Regions from separate parts of the Pan troglodytes genome. Here regions 2 and 3 are each linked to region 1. A link is a contact called in public HiChIP or PLAC-seq data. All regions are on one chromosome and are shown on one strand. Each heading gives the region's core, a stretch centred on a gene start, on an enhancer-like site or on the middle of the called end of the contact. The rest is flanking DNA. Distances are from core to core; before and after follow the strand shown. Region 1 holds the start of SCAF11 (SR-related CTD associated factor 11). Region 2 holds the start of SLC38A1 (solute carrier family 38 member 1). Region 3 holds the start of ARID2 (AT-rich interaction domain 2).

Evidence for each region. HiChIP or PLAC-seq counts read pairs in DNA pulled down with a chosen protein or histone mark.
Region 2: an H3K4me3 HiChIP or PLAC-seq map of stem cell-derived excitatory neurons shows a contact between it and region 1, with 5 times the contacts expected there. The contact joins the promoter of SLC38A1 here to the promoter of SCAF11 in region 1. A contact is called at or near these places in 1 of 7 Hi-C or Micro-C datasets (stem cell-derived neural progenitor cells) and 1 of 1 datasets of contacts at active chromatin or transcription factors (stem cell-derived excitatory neurons).
Region 3: an H3K4me3 HiChIP or PLAC-seq map of stem cell-derived excitatory neurons shows a contact between it and region 1, with 4 times the contacts expected there. The contact joins the promoter of ARID2 here to the promoter of SCAF11 in region 1. A contact is called at or near these places in 1 of 7 Hi-C or Micro-C datasets (stem cell-derived neural progenitor cells) and 1 of 1 datasets of contacts at active chromatin or transcription factors (stem cell-derived excitatory neurons).

The regions. Positions count from the first base shown.
Region 1 is chr10:49,851,536-49,854,707 of NHGRI_mPanTro3-v2.0_pri, reverse strand. SCAF11 (SR-related CTD associated factor 11) reads right to left here and starts at 1,726. Exons shown (of 15, transcript XM_016923575.4): 1 at 1,226-1,726.
Region 2 is chr10:49,579,156-49,582,327 of NHGRI_mPanTro3-v2.0_pri, reverse strand. It overlaps SLC38A1 (solute carrier family 38 member 1), which reads right to left and starts at 1,537. Exons shown (of 18, transcript XM_063785718.1): 1 at 1,453-1,537; 2 at 338-603. It overlaps LOC134807478 (a long non-coding RNA gene), which reads left to right and starts at 497. Exons shown (of 3, transcript XR_010148036.1): 1 at 497-631.
Region 3 is chr10:50,121,148-50,124,319 of NHGRI_mPanTro3-v2.0_pri, reverse strand. It overlaps ARID2 (AT-rich interaction domain 2), which reads left to right and starts at 1,545. Exons shown (of 22, transcript XM_063786745.1): 1 at 1,545-2,393; 2 at 2,509-2,602. The coding sequence starts at 2,302.

The sequences.
Region 1 (3,172 bases), core at 477-2,976:
TGTGAAAATTTTAATACAATTACTAATAAGATACAAAAACCAACCGTTATTTTAAAATGTACTGCCCTGATATTCTGCTGCTGAGGTAGGTAGTGATATGTAGAAATTAATTTCTTTTAAAACGAAAAAATAATGCATTTATTAATATGCTTTTCCCAAAATTCGGGGAAAATTCCCAAATCGGAGAAAAAAATTTAACATCAGCATCTACTACACAAAGCATTAAAAACATTTTTCAGCAGTTTTGCTTAAGTATCTTAGGTCAGTGGTAGCATGTTAGCCAAAATGTAATCCAAAATGAATGAACAACAGTCAGCTGGTAGACACTGTATGTAATACAATACGGAAATATATTGGAAGTATTTCAAAATTCAACATTTGAATCCGTGAATGTCTAAATCAAGTACTCCAAATCAGGCGTCTACTTTTGAAACAATACTTCAAAATACGTGTTGGTGGCAAGACCGCCGGCCATCTGTAGGAAATCTTTTTAATGGTTCAAAATTCCTAGGTCTGAGAAGGGGCGACTGATTAGGTTAAATTTATATCTCCCGGCCCCGTAGTTGTCAACCCAGGTAGCGAATTTAAAACACTGGGGGTGGATGAGTAGTTTGAAGTTCAGATCAAGGAGTAAAAAAGGCTGATGCTTAGAAGCGCCGGCTCTTCCCCATTCGCGCACTCGAGAGGTCACGGCGTAGTAAAGTTTGGTTTCACTAACGGGCTTGGACGCTCGCGACCAAAGTCTCCCAAGAAAAGCCGACACCGCGGTCGGGAGCGCCCGGAAGCTCAGCAGGACACGTTTCCACTGCAGGGTGGAGGGTGTCTGTGGCGGTTCTGGCGTGGAGCCCCTTCCCCCCCCGTAGGACCCTGCACCCAGACGGGGACAGGCTTCGCCAGCTAAGGCGGCGGGAGGCGCGTAGGCCACAAGGAGGAAATGGGACGGAGTGCGACAGAGAGGCGGCGGCGGCCCAGGGCCGGGCCGAGCCTCCCTCGCGGGGCAGCGAGAGGGAAAGGGGCCCTCCCGGCCGCAGCCTCCCCCACTTCGAGAGGCAGCTCCAACTTTCCTCCCAGCGCACGACGTCGCACGGGCCGCGCGAGATTCCGAAACTTTGTCAGCCCTCGCGTCGCCCTAGGCCCGCTCCAGCGCTCTGCGCCGGCCGCTAACCCTCGTCTCGCCCACACAGCTGCCCAAGCCCATCCACCCCGCGGGTCGACCAGTGTTTACCTCAGACCGAGGTCGAGGCGCTCGGTCCGGCCGCGGCCCGACAGCAGGTTCCCAGGTCCCAGTCACTCCGCTGCCAAGTTCCCCAACATGGACTCCTTCGTCCGCTTTGTGGTGTTACAGGGTCTCTGGGACACTGACTCCGCTGGCTCGGTCCGGAGGCGGCGGCGAAGCAGGGAGCGACCCAGGTTGCGCTGCTCCGCGCGGCTTGCGCCACCGCTACTCCCCCTTCCCCCGCCTTGTCTAGCCTCCTCCCTCCCCTCCCCTCCCTGCGCGTCTCCCTCCTCCTCCCTTCCCTCGCTCGCTCTGCTCACTGTCGGCGCGCTAAGGTGACGACGGCGGCAGCCGGACTCGCCACATTCTGCCTACTCGCTCGCTCTGGCCCTGAGTGCATGTTCGTAGTACCCAGTTGGGCCGCAGGGGGGCGCCGGCAAACTGCTGTTTGAGACCGAGAAGCGTGGTGGGTGGAGTCACGTCACGCGGCCTGTGAGCGGGAGGAAGGGCAGCTGCGCTGGAGGGGCCTTCTGGGAAACGTCCTTCCAGCACCGCCCTTCCAGCACCGCCCTTCGCCCACACTGCGGATGGTGCGCATGCGCAGCGCGTGGACTTTGGCCTCTGCCCTCCTTTGGCAGTTTTACAGGCTGCGTCGCGGAGGACAATGAAAGAGGCTTTAAGGGGACTGGACAGGAAGGATTTTGCGCAGGGTGTGCTCCTCTATCTTTATGGTAATCTGATATTGAAAAGAGTGTCCGTATGTTTGCGGTGGATTGAGTGTTCACCTGGCTGCGCTGCCCACCTGAAATGCAGCCTGTGGAGTGAAGAGTCGGCAGTTTGGAAGCCCACCTTTCCTCCTTTCTGGTGGGCATTTTTTTAGATGCCAGGGGGAGAGCTTTCCCGCCTGACTCCCCGAGCCTAGGGGCTTTCCCATGTCTTAACCCCACATCACAAAATTAAATTTGGGCCAGGTGCGCGGTGGCTCACGCCGGTAATCCCAGCGCTTTGGGAGGCCGAGGCTGGCGGATCGCTTGAGCTCAGCAGTTCGAGACCAGCTTGAGCGACGTATTAAGATCTCGTTTCTACAAAAAATAAAATTAACCGGCCGTGGTGGCGCGCACCTGCGGTCCCAGCTCCTCGGGAAGCCGAGGTGGGAGAATCGCTTGAACCCGGGAGGCGGAGGTTGCAGTGAGCCGAGATCGTTCCACTGCACTCCAGCCTGGGCGACAGAGCGAGACCCTGTCTCAAACAACAACAAAAACTTTAGCATTATTTACTTAAAAGGCCTCCGCGTTGTGGTTAGATAGTGACGTGTGTGCCATCCTCCACTTTTTCCCCCGGCGGGTTGTTAAATGTTTTGTTTTACCTCGGAGGTATTTTGACTTTTTCAAAGTCACTGATTATTTAACCTCCTAGTTTCTCTTCTCGTCGACTGCAGCAAGCTTCCGGTTGCTCTGCCTGCCCTCAGTGTCCCCCATCTACCAGCTGACCTTCCAGTCCTCCCACCCACGCCCTTGTCCTGCTTGCGGCTCCCGCAGGACTAAGCTCTGCTCCCCGCGCGCGGCTCACCCAGTCGCTTTCAGCCGCGCGCTCACACGTTTTCCTGTCGCCTGCCCCCGTTCTGTCCGCGCGTGCTGCGCTCTCCAGCCACCCTGACGCCTGCCCGGGATGAGTTTCCTCCCCACTTTGCCGCGGCCCCGCCGACCGGCCGCTTCACTGCCGCCTTCCCGCATTCTCGCAGACTACGTTGCGGCGTCCCCTGCTCCCGCCCTGAGGACGTCGCTTTTCTGGCACTTTCATCCTATGCATTCTGTTGAGTCTGCTCACTGTCTCACACTGTGAGGATTGGGACAGTGTCTTATCACTTTCATAACAGCGTCTGGCACTTGCTGAAGGAACACATGAATGGCGGTCTTGTCGCTGTCAAAGTCTTTGGAGTTTTTCAGTGTACTGTTT
Region 2 (3,172 bases), core at 288-2,787, 270 kb after region 1:
CCGGAAATAAAGGGAAAGGTGGCAAAAGGCGATGTGGAGGTGTCCGCCCTTCCGGGGTTTTTACCCTCGGCAGTTTGATGTCCTTTGTGTCAAGGTCTGGCTGCGGAGGCCGGGAAAATGTGGCCCCCGCCAGTGAGGGCTGGGCAGGGAGCTTGGCGTGGCCTGGCGGATTTCCGAGGAAGGTGAAGGGCGGAGGCTCCTGGCGACCTTCAGGCGGAGTGGCGTGGCTGCCCCAGTCCGCGCTCGCCTAGCTCTCCTCCTTTCCGGGCCGATTGCATCAGAATCTCCCCTCACCACCAACCCCCACTCACACTCTGCTCGCCGGCCTCGCACTTACATCGACATGCACCGGCGCTGAGGGTCACGAATCGGAGTCATTCTCCTACTGGGGGACGCGTGGCCCTTCCGCAACCATGGCTTGTGATGGTTTAACGCGGACAGGCCATTCCTCCCCGTCCCGCGCGCGGTCTCCTCCCCTCCTGTGCGCCCGCTCTTTAACCAAAGCTGCGTGTCAGTGAGCCGTGCCGGTCACATGGTGTCACTGCTGGTGGCCGCGCCTTGCTGCCTCCCTCTTGCAGCTCTCTGACGATGCAGCGACCGCGGCTGGCGGAGATTGAGCAACGGGGAAAGGGTGAGGGAGGGGTTGCGGGGCGCGCGTGTGCCCGGCGCACTGAAGCTGGCACCGGGAGCAGAGGCTGCGCGCCGCCCTGGCACCTGCCCCTCTCCCTCCCGGGGCCCGGCGGCGTGTTCGGAACCCAGCTGCGGCTGCAGCTGGAGAATGAGAGCCCTTAGGGATGGGGGTGGGGCGGCTAAAGGGGCACCGGCGGAGGACAGGAGGGCTGTGCGTTCCGCTGGGGCCTGCATTTTGGGTACGCCAGAGCCCCGCCGGGGCCGAAGGAGCGAGGGAGTTGCATTGTGGGAAGGGCGCAGCATGAGGATGGCCGCGGGAGTGGCAGGTCCGAGCGCAGCCCGGAGAGCCGCGGGCAGCGCCTGGGACTACGGGCAGCGTTGGAGCGGAGGGCTGGCCCTGGGCACAGCCTGCAGATGGCCCGGGTTGGCGGGAAGGGGACCGAAGTGGCAGGGGCGGCGGGGAGCTCGGGCACCTTTAGAAACCCTTTGTCCCTAACCTGAAGCGGGAGGCACCTCCCCTCTTCCGGATCCAGCACCCGCAGACCTGGTCAGCCCTTCCTGAGATCTGCCCTGTGGAGCTCTGCTTTGGGGACTGGGTGTGAGGTGAACCAGAAGGATTTGCTGAGCGCCGAGAAAGCACCGGCCTAGGCGCAAAGAGGCGGGGGCCAGCTCTTGGAGGGCCTGGAGACCCCACGTGGTCCCGACTGAAGGACCTGGTGCGTCCAGGTTAACGGAGCTGGGGCGCTCCAAGTCCGGGGGACGAGGGAGCGGCATGGAGGGGAGCAGGGGCAACTGGGCCTGGTTCCCTTTTTTCCCGCTTACTCTTTGTTTCAGACACAGCCCCCTTTCACTGGCTGGGCACTTGCTTGCAGAGGAGTTGTGTCTTAAAATGGCGACAGGAAATCCCACCTGCGCCTCAGCCAATTAGACTGTCATAGCGCGAATTTGCAGGGTGGAAACGCGAGCTTTTTATTGATAGGGAAGGTTCAGTCTCCTGTTCATGGTTCATCAAAACAGGAAAGGGAAGGTGAATCATAATTCAAAAATTAACTACCTGGAGCGTTTCAAGTAGACAGTAGTCATTGTATTTGGGTGAATTTTGCTTTTTCATCACCACTGGAAAAGCAAGATGATAACCAAATTTGAAACTCATCACGGACTAAACTTCTTATTCCCTTCGAATGGCAGTAAATGGCCTTTATTAGTTCAACAGTGGCTTCCTGAGAATCCTATTTAGAAGGCATGCTCTTGAGAAATACTGAAAAACAGAAAGTTCAGAGCAAACAAAAAGGGCAAACACATGGGCAGCCTAGCTCAGACAGACCTGCATTCAATTTCTTCCTCTGACACTTACTGCTTCCCTCATCTGCTTTACTTTTGTCCTAATCCTGTTTTCTAAATTTGTGAAAAAGGGGAGAAGAGTACACACAACATAGCAATAGTCTATAGGTCATCAAAAAGTTGGTTCTTTCTATCTTACTAGAGGAAGCTAATTTATTGTGAAATTAATGATTTTAAGTAGTGTGCACCTTGCCTGGCACAAATAATTCTTATCAATAAGGTAAGAAATCTGAATAGGTAAAGTAGATGAACTGTGAGCCATAGCTTAATAGGCCTGTTGGAATATTTACCTTATTAAAGGCAGAATGTGTATTCATCGCTGTTTGGAGATTATCTGAACCAAGCTTGTCTTTTGGTTCCAATTTTAACTTACTTGCTAGTTTCTGTATATCAAAACGACTGCAGTTATTTAGCACTTTTTGAATTGGAATCAATAGTTATGAACTGAGCTCCTATGATATGGCAGCTATTGTGCTAAGGACTTTACATGTAAATATCTCATTTAAAGCTTTCAATCCCTCAGTTGGGTATTATCCTCTTTAAGAAGATAGGTACAAAGTTGAATTGGCCATGTTCACCCAAGACAGTAATTAGTGAAGGGGAAGCGATTCCCTTTCAGGTCTGAATTCAAAATCCGTGCTCAGTCTTCACAGTGGTGCTACAACCATTTGCAATCAGACATTCTTGGGCCTAGAGTTAGAAGGATCTTCACCCCTTCTCTGGATTTTAGTTGACAACCTAGAACCAGAGTAAACATCAACATGGAGGCTGCTGTTTTCTCAAATTGAGGCCAGGGATGTCTAGATGATTCCTCTATTCACTGTGTGCTTACTGAGAGACAAACAGCAGGTTAAACACTTCACAGATGGTCTCTCGTTTAATTCTCATGACATTCCTGATAGGGCAGCCTATCCTAATCCCTGACTCAAAGGTTAGGGAATTTATCCCAAGTCCACACAGCCCTAAGTGGCACATCCAAATCTTGCATCCAGAGCTGACTGGTCAGCCAGTTTTCTGTGGCTGGATCTAAAATGTTCCCTGATTCTGGAATAACCATCTTTGGAGGGTTAGTGGGTGGAAGGGGTCTCGGGCCACTCTGTCTCTGAATAGGAACCACTGCCCTATTTCAGTAGAGTCCAGGGAGTTAGTTTTCTCAGTAATAGGGTTGTGAGGTCCAAGAGACTTGTTGATAGTATCTAAT
Region 3 (3,172 bases), core at 296-2,795, 270 kb before region 1:
GCCATTTTGTGAGGCGGCGGCGGCGCGGCGGCAGGAGCCCGGGGTGTGTATAATGGTTGAATAGAATGACCCCCTCCAGGGAATCCCCGGCACTGACGGTTACGTAAGGGGCTGTGCGCAAGTGCGGCGTTTAGGGAATCCGCACAGCCCGGGCCACGCAGCTCCGAGGCCCACATCTCCACTCCCCCTAAGAGGACCGATGGGGAAAGGGACAGCTGACCGGGTCTTCCTCGCAGCAGCCTCACCCCTAGTCTCCCGCGGCCGCCGAGCTTCTCCACCTCCCCGGGCCGGGTCTCCGCCCCTCACAGGCTTCCGAGACACTCACTGGCCCTGGGTTGTCAGGAACTTCCTAGCCACAACCTTATTCCGACCCCACTTAAGAGACAAACTTTAGTTGGGAAATAAGTCCGTTTCCTAGAGTGAGCACCGGAAGCACGCTGCACTATATTACATAATTTTTCACCTCCAAAGCAATGTTCCCATTGGAACGACTACCTGAAATAACCCATCCAGACCCCTACTACCCTGTGACCTTGGGTTAGGCAGTGACTTTGCCCGTGGTGGCCGTCACTAAAATGGGAATAATAATACGTTTCACGTACTGTAATCTTAATTAACATTTGTAGCAAAGAGCCGGCTCCAACACCCCTCGTAAATGCAAATTTAGGTGGTAGTATTTGTTGAGATGTTTTGACTCATTTAAGCAAAGAGTTTTTTTAACCTTCAAAATATTTTAAACGAGGATTACATTTAAGACATTTGAAAGCAAAGAAAAACGTTTTATTCGATATTTATTTTAAACGCAGCAATCTTGAAGAGACCTTACTATAAAAATGTAACGTTAATTATTATTGTCGAAGTTCGATAGATTGCTTCCCAACCAGTTTAGTTAGTTTGCATAACTTTGCTCATAGAATACTCCAGTTTGATATGTGAAGCCAACCAGCGGCAAGATGAATTAAGAGCATTACTCTATTTCCACAGAACTAGGACAGACAGTTCACATTGTATTTATCGTATAGTTTGCTAAAGTTAGCGTGTGGATAATTCATAGAAAATGTGCTAACCAGGCCCCAAAATACTAGCATACGGCTCATAAAAGCCGATTCCTTTAGATTTTACAAAAACAGAAGGTAACAAATTGACTTTATTCCGATCTGTGAATGTTGCGTAGCGTGAGGAGCTACCCCGGTGAGCTTCCTTTCCCTTCAGAGCGCCACACCGGTTCTGTCGGGCGGGCGGGGACTCCGAGGCGGCCCTTCCAACAGCCGGGCCGGGGACGCGAACATCGCCTCCACCCCTAACCCTGGAACAACCGGTAGTGGCCGTTTCCCCGCACCGCCCCCCTTTCCGCCGGCTTTGTGTGCGTGTGAAATGTGCGGCACATTGCAGACGAACCCTAAGCCCGGCGAGTCGAGTCTATTGTTCCCCGCGAGGATCTGCCGGGGCGGTGTGGAGCCAGGCGCAGTGCCGCGGCCAGCCCTCGGGGGTCGCTGTGTGACACTGGCTGCCAGGCCGTGGCGGCGGCAGAGAGGGAGGCTGGCGGGGAGGGAAGCAGGCGGGCGGCGCGCAGCGGCTCAGCTGCCGCTGGTGCTTCTGCCCGGGGACGCCCTGGCCTCCGCGGCCGAGGCCGCGCGTGAATGTGTGCGAGGGCCCCGCGGAGCCGGGGCCGAAATACACGCTGTCACCGCGCTTTCCACAAACCACCACACAGACCTCCCCCTCCCCACCCCCAGCCCCGCCTGCCCTAGCCCCGCCGCCGCCGCCGCCGCCGCCGAAACTCTTGGGCCTCTGGCCGCCCAGACCCCTCACCATCGGCTCGCCTTGCCCATCGCCCGCTCGCGCGCCCCCGGCAGCAGCACCATGTTGAATCGCGTCCCCGGGCTGAGCTGCCTCAGCCGGCGGCGCTGAGAGGCGGGCGAGAGCCGGGCCACGGGGAGGGAGGGAAGGAAGGGGTGGGGGCCGCGCTCGCCCCGCGGCTTCGCGCGGATCCGGCAGTCGCCTGCCCTTCTAGTTTCGCTCCGATTTCTTTAAACTTTTTTAGAAATTCCCCTCCCTCCTTCCCTCCTCTCCCCCTGGCCTCCTGCTCCCTCCTTCCCCTCCTCCTCCTCCTCCCCCTCCCTCCCTCCCTCCCTGCGCCGCCGCCGCCGCCGCCGCCGCCGCCGCCACCGCCGGCCCATGACTGAGCCCCGCCGCCGCCGGCCGAGGAATGGGCTCCGGGCTCTGGTAGGAAGCGCTGGGAGCGGGGGGCGCTTTTAAAACACCGATCTGGGTTTTTTAAAAACCTCCTTTGAAAAAATAATGGCAAACTCGACGGGGAAGGCGCCTCCGGACGAGCGGAGAAAGGGACTCGCTTTCCTGGACGAGCTGCGGCAGTTCCACCACAGCAGAGGGTGAGAGCAGAACCGGGGGGGCAGCGCCGGGGCGAGCCGGGGCGAACGGGGCTCTCCCGCCCGGGCCGGGCACGGGGTCCCGGCTGACAAGTGCGGGGCTTTCTCTCTCCCGCAGGTCGCCTTTTAAAAAAATCCCTGCGGTGGGTGGGAAGGAGCTGGATCTTCACGGTCTCTACACCAGAGTCACTACTTTAGGCGGATTCGCGAAGGTGAGTGGAAGTTTTAATTTGTATTTCCCTCTCGCTGGCCTCCTCCAAAAAGTCTCCTTTGACCCCGGAGTGGGCGCTTGGGGCTGGGGGGGTGGCCCGCGGGGGCAAAAGGCGTTCTTTTCGCTCCCAGCCGGTGGCACGGAGGCGGACGGCGGCGGGGCTGTTTTTGGCCTGGTGGCTCGCGTGCGCGCGGCGGGCGCGGGGCTCCGGCGGGCGGGCGGCCCGGCGCCGGCTCGCGCCCTGCCCGGTGCCCGGTCGGGCCGGCGGGGTCTGAGCGCCGCGGCGGGGAGTGCGGGCGTGCGGGGCGCCAGCCTGAGCCCCGCGCCCGCCCCGCTCCCGCGCCGCCCGCCCGCTCGCTCGCGAGTCAGCTCTGCCGCCGCTGCCGCTCTAGCACAGGCGGAGACACAGAGACACACAGACTCTGAGAGCAGTTTTCGTGCAACTCAAAATTAGCGCGGGCAGGTTTAACATCGATAATCGGCTGCGAAATGATCCCGGCAGCCGGGGGCACAGCCTCGGCCCCGTCGCCCTCGGTTTATACAGCTAACAAAAGAAACCAGGACCTGTCTC